2 separate regions of the Nomascus leucogenys genome follow, and region 1 is linked to region 2. A link is a contact called in public Hi-C data. All regions are on one chromosome and are shown on one strand. The core of a region is the stretch at or near the end of the contact, and the rest is flanking DNA. Distances in the headings are between cores, read along the strand shown. Region 1 has its middle 25 kb from the start of GTSF1L. Region 2 has its middle 30 kb from the start of TOX2.

What was found. Hi-C and Micro-C count contacts between places; a contact is called where the count stands out from the background.
Region 1: a Hi-C map of a lymphoblastoid cell line shows a contact between it and region 2, with 3 times the contacts expected there. The contact joins two enhancer-like sites. A contact is called at or near these places in 2 of 4 Hi-C or Micro-C datasets (a lymphoblastoid cell line and an unstated tissue).

The regions. Positions count from the first base shown.
Region 1 is chr13:20,268,401-20,272,197 of Asia_NLE_v1, reverse strand. No RefSeq gene overlaps it. Among named protein-coding and RNA genes, the nearest start is that of GTSF1L, 25 kb to the left of the region's middle. Within about 2 kb of position 1,502, the one cell type or tissue checked has an H3K27ac peak away from gene starts, as active enhancers do. A contact at or near this core is called in a lymphoblastoid cell line, where this site is marked.
Region 2 is chr13:20,108,965-20,112,702 of Asia_NLE_v1, reverse strand. No RefSeq gene overlaps it. Among named protein-coding and RNA genes, the nearest start is that of TOX2, 30 kb to the right of the region's middle. Within about 2 kb of position 2,387, the one cell type or tissue checked has an H3K27ac peak away from gene starts, as active enhancers do. A contact at or near this core is called in a lymphoblastoid cell line, where this site is marked.

The sequences.
Region 1 (3,797 bases), core at 253-2,752, 160 kb before region 2:
GGAGGTGGGCACTGTCTCCCAGGGTCAGAGTTTGGGGGTGATGTGTGTGTGTGTGTGCAGAGGATTATCACACACACCGAGAAAGATTGCTGGTCAGAGGCCTGGGCTTGCATTTGGGCCCACCTCTTACTTGAATGGGTGGTAAATTCTTCATTAAGCATTTTGCATCTGACCACTCATCCATCCATCATCCATAAATATATGATAACTAAACCCTCACTATGGGTCCTTTCTGTGTGTGGAGATACAGTGGTGGGCAACACAGACACCATCCCTGCCCTCCTAGAATTCATGCTTGTGTGGAGGAGCCAGAGAGTAGCAAATAATTCCTTACATATAAAATTACATGTTAGGCTGAGCGCAGTGGCTCACACTTGTAATCGCAACACTTTGGGAGGCCAAGGTGGGAGGGTTGCTTGAGGCCAGGAGTTCAAGACCAGCCTGGGTAATATAGCAAGACCCCATCTTTACAAATATTTAAAATAAAATTACAATTTATAGGAGCTGCCTTGAAGGAGGAGGGATTCATAGGGTGCGGTGTGGATGAAAAGAGCTCTAGGAACCTGAGGATGTGAAGGATTCTTCCCTTAGGAAATTATGCTTGAATTGAAATCTGAGGGTGAGAAGGAGTGAACCAGGCGGAGTCAGAGGGAAGAGTGTTTCAGACAGAGGAATCTCATGTGCAAAGGCCCTGAGGTGGAAATGAGCTCATTTCCTTGGCAGAACAGTGTGGTTGGAGCAGGGAGGAAGAGAGGGACTGGCTGGACCTGGGGTATGGGCAGTAGACAAGGACCAGTACCCTCAGGTTCTCAAATTTCCCATCTTCAAATGGGACAACAAGAGAACAATCTATCTTGCAAAGAGGATAAAATGTAATGATGAGCCTAAAGCATCTAATGTAGTGCCTGGTACATAGTTGGTGTCAATATTGGGGGTGGAGGTGGATCTGGGCAGAGGGTACAGCCTGGTTAGAGAGCTGTGGGGAAGCACTGGGCAACTGCGGGGACCAGAGCTGTCTCGGCCGCCTGCAGGGACCAGCTGAGAAGCGTGTTTAACCACGGTGAACATTACCGCTGGCATCGCTGTCTTGTTGAAAACAAAGTGAAATTGGAGAACATACTATTGTCTTGAACTAGGCCAAGATGACTAATTATTAGACTCACTTTTGAAAGGTTACCATATACAGACATGCGATGAGGTGGAGAGAGGAGAGTTTGGAAATCTGATTCATTCTGAAACCCCAATAGATGGAACTCTTGCTTGGTTTCTGAGCATAATGACTGTGAGCATTCGATTTAACTCAGCTGTCCCCACAGGCATGGTGCAAAACAAAATGTTTTGCATCAGCTCCTTGGAGTGTCATGGGGCAGCTCATGGCAGCCCTGGGGAGATCTCTGCTAGATGGTGAAGGGTGTGCAACGTGGGTGCTGGTGTTGGGGAATGGAGGGGACGCCAGACCTCAAATCTGGGATCTGAGTCTGAGGGATGGCTTTGCCACAAGTGGACCATGTGGCTTAGGTTAACTTCCTCCTTTCTTTGGGCCTTAGTTTCCTCATCTGGAAAATGAAGGGCTAGACCAGATGCTCTCCAAGAACTTCTCTAGTTTTGTTGTTCTATGGCCTTCGCTGGTGGTGTGACTTTGGATGTTACCTTCAGCTCCTGGGTTTTAGTTTCCTTTTGAGCATTTTAGATTTCCCCAAGTGTTGGTTTATTTCACTCCCCATTTGCCGCCCCCACCCTTGAAGTCTAGCAACTCTAAATCTTCTCCAGACTCCATTGAGAACAAATCACCCTAGTTCCTTGCCCTATGGGTCAGTGGTTTAATCTGGGGATGCGTGAGTCCCTTGGTCCTGTCTGGAGATGCATAAATCCACTGTGGCCTGATGTGGGGATTCCAAGTCCTTGAGGTCTAATCTGGGGATGCATGTGGTCCAGTACTCACAGACCCAAGGGGGCCTGAAGGCACCTGGACCCTTCAGGAAGTCCTGTCTCTGGGACTTGCAAGGGAACATTCGTGAAGCTGGTATCAGGGCTGAACATGGATTGGGGCTTTCTAAGGGCCAAGTGCAGGCACTCATTTCCTTCTCACATTATTCCCACCTCTGAGGGGCAGAGGGGCTGAGTAATTTTCCTAAGGCCACACAGGGAGCAAGGGGCAGAGGTGGCATGTGTGCCCAAGCCTATTTGATTCAAACTGTTGTTGACTTTGGAAACTGACCCCACCATCTCATTTATTTCTGACAACAAATATGTCCATTAACAGGTATCAAGCCTTAGAGGCTTCATAGCAAAACAGAGTGGAGACCTGGTAGGTAGGCAGGCAGCTTCCAGATTTCTCTACCCAGCCCCCACTTCCTGGCCAGGAACTGGAGGCAGGGAAGCTCCATTGCCCATATAGCTGCGTGACTTTTCATTTGCCCGTTCCTGTGGTCAGACTCCGTGGTGTGAGACTTCCTGTGGTGGAGCCGAGTGATGCAAGAATGTTGCTGTGTAGGGCTGTGGTCCTGCACCGTCCACTTTATTGGTTGCCTAAGGCATCTTCAGTGGTAAAATGGGAAAGGCATAGTTTTTGTCCTGAACGTTGTCCTTAGACCTAAGCCAGACTTGATCAGATGCCACATGGGGCGTATCCTCCTGAGCATCCCACGTCTACCCCCTGCCTTGGATGTCTGACATCAAGTATGTAAGTGCTTGTGTCTGGACCTGAACTTCACTCCAAACGGTGGGGTTGGCTACAGGTCAGTTACCCATGTGAGATTATAGTGCCTTGACTGGTTATTCTTTTTTTTTTTTCTTGAGACAGGGTCTAGCTCGGTTGCCCAGGCTGGCGTGCAGTGGTGTGATTGCTCTGTCTCCTGGGCTCAAGCCATCCCCCCATCTCAGCCTCCTGAGTAGCTGGAACTACAGGCATGCACCATTGTGCCAGCTAACTTTTACATTTTAGCAGAGATGGGGTTTATGCCATGTTGGCCAGGCTGGTCTTGAACTCATGGCCTCAAGTGATCCACCCACCTTGGCTTCCCAAAGTGATGAGATTACAGGCGTGAGGCACTGCGCCTGGCCACCTGACCGGTTATTCTTATCAAAATGAGAACAGAACTGAAATTGAACGTAAGCCACCATTAATTATCATCAGTAATGTATTTAATATAAGGCATAATTTACAGTCACACTAAAATAAATATAAATGGCTTGACACAAGTAAACATTCTTGCTCAACCCTTGACACCCTCTAGGGATGGATCTGAAGATCCCCCAGACATATGAATATTATTTTTCAAATTATTATTATTACGATTTTTTAGAGACAGGGTCTCACTCTGTTGCCCAGGCTGGAGTACAGTGGTGTGATCATGGCTCACTCCTGGGCTCGAACTCCTAGGCTCCAGAGATCCTCTGTATTCATCTGTTCTCGCACTGCTGTAAAGAAATACCTGAGACTGGGTAATTTATAAAGAAAAGAGGTTTAATTGCCACATGATTCTGCAGGCAATACAGATGCTGGCATCTGCTTGGCTTCTGAGGAGGCCTCAGAAGGCTTCCAATCATGGCACATGCATTGCATGGCCAGAGTAGGAGTGAGTGGAAAATGGGGCACTTCTACACGCTTTTTTTTTTTTTTTTTTTTTTTTTTGAGATGGAGTCTCACTCTGTCGCCCAGGCTGGAGTGCAGTGGCACGATCTCGGCTCACTGCAAGTTCCACCTCCTGGGTTCACGCCATTCTCCTGCCTCAGCCTCCCAAGTAGCTGGGACTGCAGGTGCCCACCACCACACGCAGCTAATTTTTTGTATTTTT
Region 2 (3,738 bases), core at 1,138-3,637:
CTAGTGTAGACAATTCTTGCATGAAAAGGGGGATGGGGGTGCAACAGTCTAGCAACCAGCAAGTGATATCAAGAACTAGAGGGTTTTTTTTTTTTGGGGGGGGAGGAACCCCATTTCACAGTCACCTTTGTGACCCACCATCAGAGCCATCCCATTCCAATCTCATTTTCTTCCTTTCCTCACTCCAAGAGACCGTGACTGCGGGCAGATCCTAGACCCCTCTTCAGAGCTTCGGGCTCTAGGCATTCCTGCGGCCCTTCCCTCCCTATCATTAAAAGGGGTGGGGTCCTGCTGCCTTCTCCAAGTGGTTTCAGCTCTGGATCCTTTGGGAGCAATGGAGCCCACCTGCCTGGAGCTCCATTACTGATGCTGCAAGTCTTTGACTCAGTTTCCCCATATATGAGTGAGAGTTTAAGCGCGGCAATCTCCAGGGGGGGCTCTCAAGCTGACTCAAATCAGTGAGACGAGGAGGGGGCGGGCATGCTAAGAGTATCCTCCGGCGCTGGCCTGCGTCCGCCCAGGTAAGGCAGCACCCATCTCCAAAGTGGTCCTGTCACCACCTTTCTCTTCTCCCCCCGCACCCACGCCGCGGGGCGGGGGCTAGCGCCGCCTCAAATATTTAGGGCAAGGGAGTGTCCCACTTCTGGGGAGGGGTGCCGTTCGGGCTTCTCTCCTCACCGTGGGTGGCGAAAGCCGGGACGGAAAAGCGCCGTCTGGAGAGGCGCGCCCCCCTCAGGGATGCAGGGCCGGGCGGGGGACCCGGAGGCGGCCCAGCCCGGAGGAAGGACCTCCCCGCCCCGGCCCGGGCCCCCGGCCCTCGGCAGCGCCCGAGGCCGGAACAATAGCGCGCGCGGGCGGGGCGGGGGCGGGGGCGGGGCGGTCCTCTGGGCGCCGCCCCCGGCCCGCCCCCCGCGCTCGCAGTCCCGCTCGCACACTGGCTCCCACCCGCCGCCCGCCCAGGCACTGCCAGCGGGAGCCGCCGCCGCCGCCGCGCCCGCCATGGACGTCCGCCTGTACCCCTCGGCGCCCGCGGTGGGCGCGCGGCCCGGGGCCGAGCCGGCCGGCCTGGCGCACCTGGACTATTACCAAGGCGGCAAGGTAGGCGGGGGCGGGCGGGGGTCCCCCGCGGGCGGGGCCGGAGTCACCTGGCAGCTCGGGACTCAGGCGCTCCCGGGGTCACACGGGGCCGCGCACATCAGCCCCGCCGACGGGCACCGGCGGCTCACATCGATCCCCTCGCGGCCACGCTCACGCCCTGAGTTGTTGGGATCGCGGGCAGAAGTCATCCCGACAGCCACCCTTGCGACGACACAGTGGCCCCTCATTCGCGTCCCCCTGACAGCCTCGCAGTCATTCACAAGCCGTCACAGTGACCCACGGCCACACGCAGGCGGCCAGGCACTGCTTACACGGTCCCGCCGTCCCACGCAAGTCACCCTGACAGTCACTTATACACAACGACACGCGACCACTCACCCGCGAACAGTCTCACCGCCACAGACGAGTCACCCACAGACGCTCCGATGCCCCACACACCGTGACATGCCCCCACCCGCTGTCACAACCAGGCACAACGGGGGACAGTCACACAAAGAAGTCGCCCGACAGTCACACGCTCGCAGCCACAACGCCTCACCCAGGCGCACGCTGTCACACACAGCCACCCCCCTGGACGGTGAGCCTCAGACACAGATCGTCCTGACGGCCACACAGTCACACGCGGTCACACCCAGGGGCGGCCACACCTCGGTCATCCACACTCGCGCGTCGAGGTTTAACTTCTCAGCGCCGCAGCACACTAATTGGGCAGTTTACTAATTGGCCGTCACTGCCCGGCGGGGCCTCGGATTCCGAGTAGGCTGCGGCCGGCCAATCGAGGCCTGTCCCCTCCCGGGAGCGGTGAGCCGGCGTCCCTCCAGGCTGGGGCTGTAGTGCGGGACACCCTCCCTCCTCCACGTTTCCAGGACCTACCCCCCCACCCCAGCCAGGTCCCCGCTGCGCTTCGCCGGGCGCATTCCCAGTGATGGAGGCTTGCGTGCCTGGAACCCCGAACCCGAGGCGTCAGGTCCCACTGCCCCGACTGGCCCAGCCCGGAGGGGTTGGGTGCCTCTGTGCAGTCCGCGTCCCCTTCGGTCGCCGGGGAGGGAACTTTCAAACTTAGTTAGGAAGCCAGACTGTCCGCGCGTCCGCCAGTCGGTGCGTCGGTCCCGGGCCGGCTGCAGCCAAGCGCGGCTTTTCGTCACTCGGAGCCCGGATTGAACAGCGCGCGTGGGTTTCCCGCGGCCCTGGCGCAGACGCGCGGGCTCCGTGGCAATGCGGGGTGAGTGCGCGTCCAGTGGCTGGATCGGCGCCCCCCAGGGTCTCTCCCCAACCTCGCAGGCTTTTCGTCAGGCCCCTGGTAGTGGGGATGAGGCAGGAGAGGGGCGTCCCGGCGCGGATCCCGGGGCCTCCCGGGCTGGGCCTCCCTGAGTGCACCCTCAGGCCCCAGGGGAGCGGCTTCTGGCAAAGCCTCCCTGCAATTCGCCAGGGTCGGCAAGCATCCAGGCCACTAGGGCCTGCGCGATGTGGGGCGGTGGTGGGCGACAAGTGAGGTCTCGCGAAGAGTGGCGGTGGTTCTCTTTTGTCCAGTGACCTGCAAAGTTAGAAGCCGATGAGGGGGGATGGTAGCCTCAGGAGAAGGCCGGGAGCTGCCTCCAGTCTGATGGAGGAAAATAGATTAAAAGTAGCAAGTGGAGTTTTCAGGGAGGAGAAGGTTGGGTGTGGGGGCAGCTGGTCTGTCTTCTGCCCTTGGCTTTGTTATTTTTCAAAATGTGAAGTTGGCGAGGTAGGTGCCAGCGTCTGGTTTGCGGGTGTGGGTGGGCTGGGCATTTGTGCCTCAAAGTCTGAGTGGGTGGGGGCTTAGCCTGGAGCGCTCCGTTTGAGGGTGGTGTTTCTATAAATCTCGCCAGGGTGGGGCTGTCCCAAATAGGGGCCTTTGGAGGCAGGACTCAGCCGAGGCTCCTGCTTTATTCTGATGCTCTGTAAACCTCTGACTCAGCACCAGAACCTGTGTGAATCTCGCCGGGAAGGGCCCGTCAGGGAGGGAAGGAGAAGCCGGCGATTCTGGTTTCTTTCTGTGTGGGATGTAGGACCCCGGCCCATAGCTGAGGATGTGTCCAGAGTGAGGCGGGGCAGGGATGGGGGTGGGGATGCGCTGAGCCACTGGATAGGTGAAAGGAAGGTCTGACTTTGCACTTGGATGTGAAACCTGCTACTCAGTCCTTCAGGCTAGAGCAGGGTGAGGCGGGAGGGCAGAGGTCACTGTACTCAGTTAGGGGCTAGAGGTCTTTTGATAAGGGATTCCCAAGTGGGCATGGCCTTAGTGGTGGCGGTTGGGGGGTAGGGCCAGGCTGTGATCAGGAACTCCCCTTTTCTGGCTCAAGAAGTGGATGGGGAGGGGTTGGGGAGGGAAATGCCCAAGCTCCACCTTTACACTAGGTCACTGTCAAAGCTGGAGGGAAACAGGCTCAGGGCGCAGTAGTGACCACACTTGGGGCCTGTAGGCCTGGCTGAATCCACACATTGTGGGGTGGACACACCCACACATGGGGGGCTCTGTCCCCAGACAAGAGGCTCATTGCACAGGGAGCCAGGCTTTATATACATAAGGGCAAGCATTTGCCCAAGTGATGCCCGACAACTATGGGGCAGTTGACCTGGAAGGGCTCTTGGCGACCGTCCCCTTGGTGACTATCCCCT